Linked DNA regions of Pan troglodytes: all the other regions are linked to region 1. Evidence: chromatin contacts called from public HiChIP or PLAC-seq data. All regions are on one chromosome and are shown on one strand. The core of a region is the stretch at or near the end of the contact, and the rest is flanking DNA. Distances in the headings are between cores, read along the strand shown.

Region 1 (2,580 bases), core at 58-2,557:
CCTCCTCTTGCCAATATCCTGAGTTCCTTTGCCTTTAATCAAACCTGTTGGAAGACTCTCCTGGCTGGATGCATTCAACTGTCCACGCTTGCTGTTTGGTGTCTCACCATAAGAAAGCCCATTCCCAAGCACAAATCCTGTCAACTCTGGGTTCTCCAAGCCAGCCTGGTTTTCACGTTAAGAAACTTTTAGCCCTCTCATGTGGTTAGCTGGCAACAGACCCTACCTTCAAAACACACAAACCGACAAGCTTGCCTGTCTCCACTCATCTCTGCATCCAGCTGCCTTTCACTAGGGAAAGGGGGGTGCAGGGACGCCTCTTCCCCGCAGCGCTCCGGGGTCAGAGACCCCCAGCCCCTCTCACCTACATTATAGCCCTTCCCTCACCGCAGGCACAAATCTCCATCCGGCTGCGGGACCCTCTCCTCACCCTCACAGCACACTCCGTTCTAGGAACCCCACTCCGTCTCCACTCTCCGGAAGCCTGCTCGCCCAGACCTCCATGTAGCGGCATCTAAAGGCTGGGACCCTCCCCAGCTGCAAACGCTCTCCTCGAGGATTCTGCAGCACTCTCCCGGCCCTCCCGCTCCCCACTATCCCGTGGCTGGTTTGCACCGGTCCTCTACCCTCGGAAGCCCTTTCGACCCTACGACTGGCAGGACGCGCGCCGACGGGCTCCCCCGCAGCTGCGTCCACTCGGTTAACCCCGGCCCCCGGGACTGTCCTCGGCGTGGCTGACTCTCTTCCCAGGCCCAGCACGGAGAGCGGCCCGCGGCAGGCGAGCGTAAATGTGTGCTAAGTGCACGAGCGCGTCCCGACTGGTAGTGGTGCATTCTTCACCCGGGAGGAGCGCCATTCCCGGCGGCCGGACCAGGAAAACGCTCCGCTTCCGGCACTGCTGGCACTTGGGGCGGGCGCTGGGCCCGACCGCGGCCGTGGACTAGCCAGGGTCCGGGAGTCCCGCGAGGCCGCCTCTCCCAGGAGGCTCCCACCGGGCAGGGGGCACCTCCCGCCACCCAGGCGGAAACACTCGGGCCGGGACCCCGCCGCAGTCGCCAGCCAGCCGGCGACCGGACGCCCGGACGCGGGGTTGCGGGCGCCTCGCCAAGGTCACCGGCGCCGCGGCGGCAACTCACCCCGTGGAGGTGGAAGCCCTCGGCGCCGCCTGCGGGCTGCTCAGCGCTGACGCCCAGGCCCATGGCAGCGGCTCCGCTCGGCACCCAGGTCCAGTCCCGCTGCGCCTACCCGGACCGACCCGGCGCCAGTAGCGCCGACTCGCTCTCTCGGCGCTCGATTCCTGCGCCTTGTGACGTGAGGCGTTTTGTTCCTCCCACTCCAGACACTGACGCTCCTAGCAACCGGCTAGCAGCTCGGTTTCCAAGGACTGTAACGCCTTCAACCGCCCGCCGCGATAGAGTGCCCACGACCCTGCCTCGGGAATCCCGCTCTGCACCGCCCCACCAGACCCGGACTCGGAGCCGCGAGCGGCCCGAGATGAGCAGCAATGATTCCTCCCTTATGGTGCGTGGCCCGGGCGCTGTCCGAGGGCTCCCTCGTGACTCCCCGCCCCTGACCCAGAGACCGTCTGCCCTGCTACTCTCCTGCCACCCTTCGCTGTCCTCAGTTATATGAGGCGGTCCTGCCTTTTCTTGCCCCACTCCCCCTGGCAAGGGCGTCTTCTCCGGTGGCTTCTGCGCACCCTGAGCCCCAAATTAGCATCCCCGTTTCTTGAGCTACCCCAAACCAGCTCATCCAATCACTATCATTATCCCTTCTTGTCATCATCCCTTCTTCTTCCACCCAGCTCACTCTCGCCTGCGCCTCCCACCCCAGTTGATGGCTTCACCATTTAATCTCCTAGCCTTAACTCATACCTCTTCCCTATACTCATCTTCTAATCCTGTCTACAAGAAATGCCAGCTCCTTGATGTCTCCTGGGTTTTCTTTTTATCTTTTTATCTTCTAGCCCAGAACCAGCACCATCTCTCCCCTCTGAGAGCCTGCAACAGCCTCCCTCCCATCTGGTTTCTCTGCTCTGGCTCTTTTCAGCATCAGTAGTCCCTGCTGCCACCACGGCACACACCCCCCACATGCAAAAGCAGCCAGAGTGGTTGTTGCAAAAATGTACATCTGAAAACATCCCTCGCCTTAAAACCATTCTGCTTTCTGTTACCCTTAGGATGGTGTCTGGGCTCTTTCATATGGCCCATGAGGATGTTTACAGTCCAACCACATCTGCTCCCAACCTAGCACCCACAAACCTTAGGGGAAGTGAAACTTAACTTTAAAATCTCAGCCCCTTTGTCAAGCTGTAGTTTCCATGGGCTTAAGCTTCCTTAGCTGTGAAAGATACTGAGAGGACCATGCACAGGATAGTGGATATGAAGCCCACAATAACTTGTAACTACAATTCGTATAATTTTTCTTATTATTTGTCCTCATTTTTCCCCCCTTATTCCCTTCCTAAGACAAAGCCTTGGTTGAATTCCCCATCATAGTTGAACCAGAATCTGTTGGTAATCCCCCAAACAAACACCTCCAAACTCTTTCCTGGGAAAACTGCATGGAGCTGCTCCCAGG
Region 2 (2,580 bases), core at 35-2,534, 310 kb after region 1:
TCTGTCGCCCAGGCTGGAGTGCAAGTGGCGCAATCTCCACTCACCACAACCTCTGCCTCCTGGGTTCAAGCAATTCTCCTGCCTCAGCCTCCCCAGTAGCTGGGATTACAGGCATGCCCGGCTAATTTTTGAATTTTTAGTAGATACCGGGTTTCGCCATGTTGGCCAGGCTGGTCTCTTGAACTCCTGGCCTCAAGGGATCCGCCCGCGTCAGCCTCCGAAAGTGCTGGGATTACAGCCACCGCGCCCCTTCAATTAACTCCTATTTTTTTGTTTGTTTTTTGGGGACAGAATTTCGCTCTATTGCCCAGGCTGGAGTGCAGCGGTGCAATCACATTCACTGCAGCCTTGACCTCTAGGCTCAAGCTATCCTCCCGCCTCAGCCTCCTGAGTAGCTGAGACTACAGGCACGCACCATCATGATTGGTTAATTTTTGTATTTTTTGTGGAGATGGGGGTCTCCCCATGTTTCCCAGGCTAGTCTTGAACTTCTGAGCTCAGGCAATCCACCCACCTCGGCCTCCCAAAGTGCTGGGATTACAGGCACAAGCCACCGCGCCCGGCAAACTTATCTCCTACTGATGGATATTGCAAAATTTTTCTTCTACCAAAAAAAAAAAAAAAAAGATAGATAGATATAATCCATACCATCTGTTCAATCTTGTCCTTTTTAACTTTTTCAGGGAAACTTCCCCCAGGTGATAGATGGATAGATACATGAGATAGATATAACGCATGAGATAGATATAACGCATACCAAAAAAAAAAAAAAAAAAAAAGATAGATATAATCCATACCATCTGTTCAATCTTGTCCTTTTTAACTTTTTCAGAGAAAACTTCCCCTAAGTGAACATTTAAATCTGAATTACGTCCTGTTAAACTGTTCTCCAGGAAAATAAAATAAAATAAATCTTCAAGTTTTTGTTTACCTAACAATTTGTCGTGTCGAACAAACCTTCCTACTTTTCAGGTAACAAAATGGCAGCTTAGGCTAGAAAGCCGCTCATATTCGCAGGTACAAGGGCTGGGTAAGAACGCCCCGCCTGGCTGACTAACTTGAGTTCCGCGCTCTGGACAGGAATTATGCACAGGGCGTCGCTGTGGCACTAGAAACCCCAAAGTCACAAGCGCCCCAGATCCGACCAGGATGCCGCTACCGGATACAGCCCAGTGGCCCGCTCCTGCGGCGCAAGCCCGCCTTCCTGAAGAAAAAGCCCAGTCCCGGCAGCGTTCTTCTCCGGCTCCGCCCTTCTTCCGCTCGACTTTCTTTGCCATTGGCTGACAACGGAGTACATAAGGACGTCATTTCCTGCCGCCTGTCTTTTCCGCGCTACCTGCAGAGGGGTCCATACGGCGTTGTTCTGGGTGAGTTCCGTGTAGCGTCCCTGGCGCCTTCCAGGGCTAGAAAAATGAGCTTTTCCTGCTCAAATGAAGGGTGAGAAGACTAGTGATGAAAGCCGGTCAGACTGGATCTGTCTCCCGCCCGGCGCGCCCCACCTTAGGCCTGCGGCCCGCACGTGGCCAGGCTCGGGCCGGCGGGTTCCCAGAGTGCCCCGGGAGCGGGTGGAGGCCGCCCTCCAGCGGAGGCTCCGAGCTGGGGTTCGGACCAGGCCGCGGGTGGGCGGGAGTGCAGAAAGCGGGCTAACATCCTGTGTTGCTATCCCTTCGGAGCCCCACACGGCGGTGAGTCGAGGCCCAGGCGCTGATTTACACCAGCTACTTGGGCTGGTCGGGTTTTCCCGTTCGGGCTGGTCGGGTTTTCCCGTTCGCGCCGTGCGGGTCAGGAGTTAAGGTTCTCGGGTTTTTAGACAGACAAGTGGTGACAGCACAGCGAAGTAATTCCAAAGCATCCGCCTACAATCTGCTTGAAAATGTCTGAAAACAATTCATGCCTTTTTTGCCTTTAGTTTGCATATTCCAAACATGGCTGCTCTTTTATATCTAGTTGTTAACTTGGCGCATCCACAACTTTTCCTTAATTCCTATCTTGAGAAGTGTTGAATTTCCATTCGCTAATTTCGTGTAGTTTTATTACTCGGTTACTCTGCCGTCCACACTATTTCCTCAGTAAGATGTGCGCTGTTCCGTAATACACGACATGTATGGGTTAACTTTCTGTTTACCCTTCACTACACTGTAAGCTCAATGCCTGACACTATAGCAGATGGAGTTTTTGGTTGCTTTTAAGGGTGTGCCCTACTTAACTCAATGGAATGAAAAGAAATAGATTGCTCTCTTATTTCAGATTCCCGTCGTAACTTAAAGGGAAACTTTCACAATGTCCGGAGCCCTTGATGTCCTGCAAATGAAGGAGGAGGATGTCCTTAAGTTCCTTGCAGCAGGAACCCACTTAGGTGGCACCAATCTTGACTTCCAGATGGAACAGTACATCTATAAAAGGAAAAGTGATGGTTAGTCATTGCTTTAATTTTTTGTTACTCCAGCTGTAAGTACAAATTTTGAGCTTGCTATTCTCGTGGTTAGTTCTGGGTAATTTCTTTCTATCTTCCTTAAATGAAGCCAGACCCCTACGTTGAAAACATACTTTAAATAAATGTTCTTGTTATTGGGAGAAAAG
Region 3 (2,580 bases), core at 23-2,522, 280 kb after region 1:
TTTGTAATTTTGTTTCGTTTTGTTTTTTGAGATGGAGTCTCGCTCTGTCGCCCAGGCTGCAGTGCAGTGGCACGATCTCGGCCCACTGCAAGCTCCACTTCCTGGGTTCACGCCATTCTCCTGCTTCAGCCTCCCGAGTAGCTGGGACTACAGGCGCCTGCCACCACACCCGGCTATATTTTTAGCAGAGACAGGATTTCACCATGTTAGCCAGGATGGTCTCGATCTCCTGACCTCGTGATCGGCTCGCCTCGGCCTCCCAAAGTGCTGGGATTACAGGTGTGAGCCACCGCACCCGGCCTGTAATTTTTTTTTTTTTTTTAATGTTTATACTTTCCTTAATCCTTTCTGGGAATAACCACCTCTGGGACCACTTTCTTTCCTGTTCTATGTACCTCAGAAGCACAGGAATGAAGCCTGAAAAAATATTATCTTGCTCCCTAAGTCAGTTTCCTTTCTGATCTAGTTCTTGGGTGATGAATGAAGGTGGAAAGTAGCGAAGGTTGCTATGAAAAGCTTGGACTTTATTACCAGGGCCACTGCATTTTCAACAGGAGTGTCAGGATCCCAGCAGTAATGCTTTTCCATGGATCAGCCAGACAGGCATAAGGGGAAATTGGGAGACCAAAAAAGCCATTGACAGATTCCAGGTGAGCAATAAACCAGAATTTTGACCAACTAGACCAGCGCTGTCCTACAGAAATGTAATGGGAGCCACATGTTAAAGTTTAAATGTTTTACTAGCCACATTTAAAAAGAAACACATGAAGTTATTATTATTTGTTTTAGAGACGGGGTCTTGCTTTGTCGTCCACGCTGGTCTCCAACTCCTTGGCTCCCTCAAGCAATCCTCCAGACTAGGCCTCACAAAGTGCTGAGATTACAGGCCTGGGCCACTGCCCCCGGCCTGAAGTTAATTTTAATATTTCACCTAACCCAATATATCCAAAATATCATTTCAACATATAAAAATTATTGAGATTTTACCTCACCAGTCTTAGACATCCAGCGTGTGGTTTATGCATACAGTACATATCAATTCCACACTAAATTTTCAGCATTTAAAGGGAAATATGGTCCTGAAAAAAAAAACAAAACAAAAAAACGCCTGTTTAAGGAGAAAGCATTCCACACTGCTTGTTTTAATATAATTAAAATTAATGTATCAATTAATAAATCAATAGCCCACGTTGGCTAGTGGCTGCCTTACTGAGCAGACCAGGTCTGGATTGTAAATACGTTCAGACGTTCCACGCAAAAGCAAAGTTCCCTGCAGACGCTCCATTAAGTTCTGGGTGCAAGGAAGCGCGGATCCTTCAGTTCTGGGCGTTTTCACCAGGTGGCACTCAGAACACCCTCACGTGACGAGCGTCCCACCCGGAAGCGAAATCTCCCCTTCTACAGAGTTCCTCCGGCCCTTCCTCCACCCCGGGATACACAGAACCTCATCTCCTCCGGTGCTGAATCCTGCAGCAGGGCAGGATGGGCAGGAGAGCAGAGCCGCGGAATCTGCGGCGCGGGTGAAGAGCGGCGCGTAATTCCCGCGGCGAGATTGTTCCGCGCCCGCAGCCCCTGGACTAGCAGGATACGAACCCCGGCGGCTGCGTGCTTATAGGCGCAGACGTCAGAGAGCCCGCGGCTTAAAGCGCGTCGCCTGGCTAGCGCCACCCCCTAGCCTTCTTCAAGGCCTCCAGGGCTGGGCCCAAGCGCCCGTCGACGGCACCCTGGGCCCAGAGGACTCGCGGGTCTCATCTCCAATGATTCAGAACTCACGTCCGTCGCTGCTGCAACCCCAAGATGTCGGAGACACGGTGGAAACGCTTATGGTGAGGGCACTGCGGGGAAGGAAGGGCAGGGGTCCGAACCGCCGGCTCGGGCCGGAGAATTCGGGGCGTTGCTAAGGCTCGGCTACCCTTTTCCGCGCCCCAGGGTGCGCTCAGGGTTTAGGATGCGGCGGGAGAGGAGTCTGACTAAGGGAATTGAGAAGGGGGCAGGGAGTGAGGAGAGGCCAGGAGCTGCAGGCCAGCCCTGGGGGCAGGCGCTGTAGGGCCGATGTCCCGGTAAAGGGCGGAATTGCCGGGGCCTGGACTGGACGCGTGCCGGGGAGTGTGCCCGCGCGGCCCCCACAAGGTGCGAGTAGGCTGCCAGGTGGAAGGGCACCCGGGCAGATTTGCGACGGTCACAATGCCTGATAATAGCGCTGACGCTGAGAAGCCGTTGATACCGCAGCGAGCTGGCCGGGTAGCGCTGTGCACCCGCGGGCGGCGGCCTACCTGGAGGGGCCAGTCGTGGCGGCACCGTTCCAGCCTGTTGGGACGGCGCTTGGTCCCCCGGCGACGCCACGCCTCCTCCGGCGTTCGATTGGTCATCGTGCCCGGGCCGCCGGGCCGCTATTGGTGGAGGCGGAGGCGGGGCTGGCGGCGTGGTTGCCTGGTAGGTGGAGTCGGGGTGCAACCAGTCTTTAGACGCTAAAGGCCTGAGGCCACGGCAGCAGCCGCAGCTCTCCCTCTGAGGTCTTGAGCCCGAGGTAGGGGCGGCTTTTTTTTTTTTTTTAATCCTTAAAGGCGGAGACGGCGGCGG

What was found. HiChIP or PLAC-seq counts read pairs in DNA pulled down with a chosen protein or histone mark.
Region 2: a contact with region 1 is called in an H3K4me3 HiChIP or PLAC-seq map of stem cell-derived excitatory neurons, with 2.8 times the contacts expected there. The contact joins the promoter of RPSA here to the promoter of GORASP1 in region 1. A contact is called at or near these places in 1 of 7 Hi-C or Micro-C datasets (stem cell-derived neural progenitor cells) and 1 of 1 datasets of contacts at active chromatin or transcription factors (stem cell-derived excitatory neurons).
Region 3: an H3K4me3 HiChIP or PLAC-seq map of stem cell-derived excitatory neurons shows a contact between it and region 1, with 5 times the contacts expected there. The contact joins the promoter of SLC25A38 here to the promoter of GORASP1 in region 1.

What each region holds. Positions count from the first base shown.
Region 1 is chr2:43,114,768-43,117,347 of NHGRI_mPanTro3-v2.0_pri, forward strand. GORASP1 (golgi reassembly stacking protein 1) reads right to left here and starts at 1,308. Exons shown (of 6, transcript XM_063805598.1): 1 at 1,137-1,308. The coding sequence starts at 1,199. It overlaps TTC21A (tetratricopeptide repeat domain 21A), which reads left to right and starts at 1,198. Exons shown (of 26, transcript XM_054681710.1): 1 at 1,198-1,521. The coding sequence starts at 1,198.
Region 2 is chr2:43,422,983-43,425,562 of NHGRI_mPanTro3-v2.0_pri, forward strand. It overlaps RPSA (ribosomal protein SA), which reads left to right and starts at 1,285. Exons shown (of 7, transcript XM_024355416.3): 1 at 1,285-1,367; 2 at 2,248-2,413. The coding sequence starts at 2,281.
Region 3 is chr2:43,399,409-43,401,988 of NHGRI_mPanTro3-v2.0_pri, forward strand. SLC25A38 (solute carrier family 25 member 38) reads left to right here and starts at 1,273. Exons shown (of 7, transcript XM_516380.9): 1 at 1,273-1,826. The coding sequence starts at 1,758. It also overlaps a transcript of CX3CR1 not described here.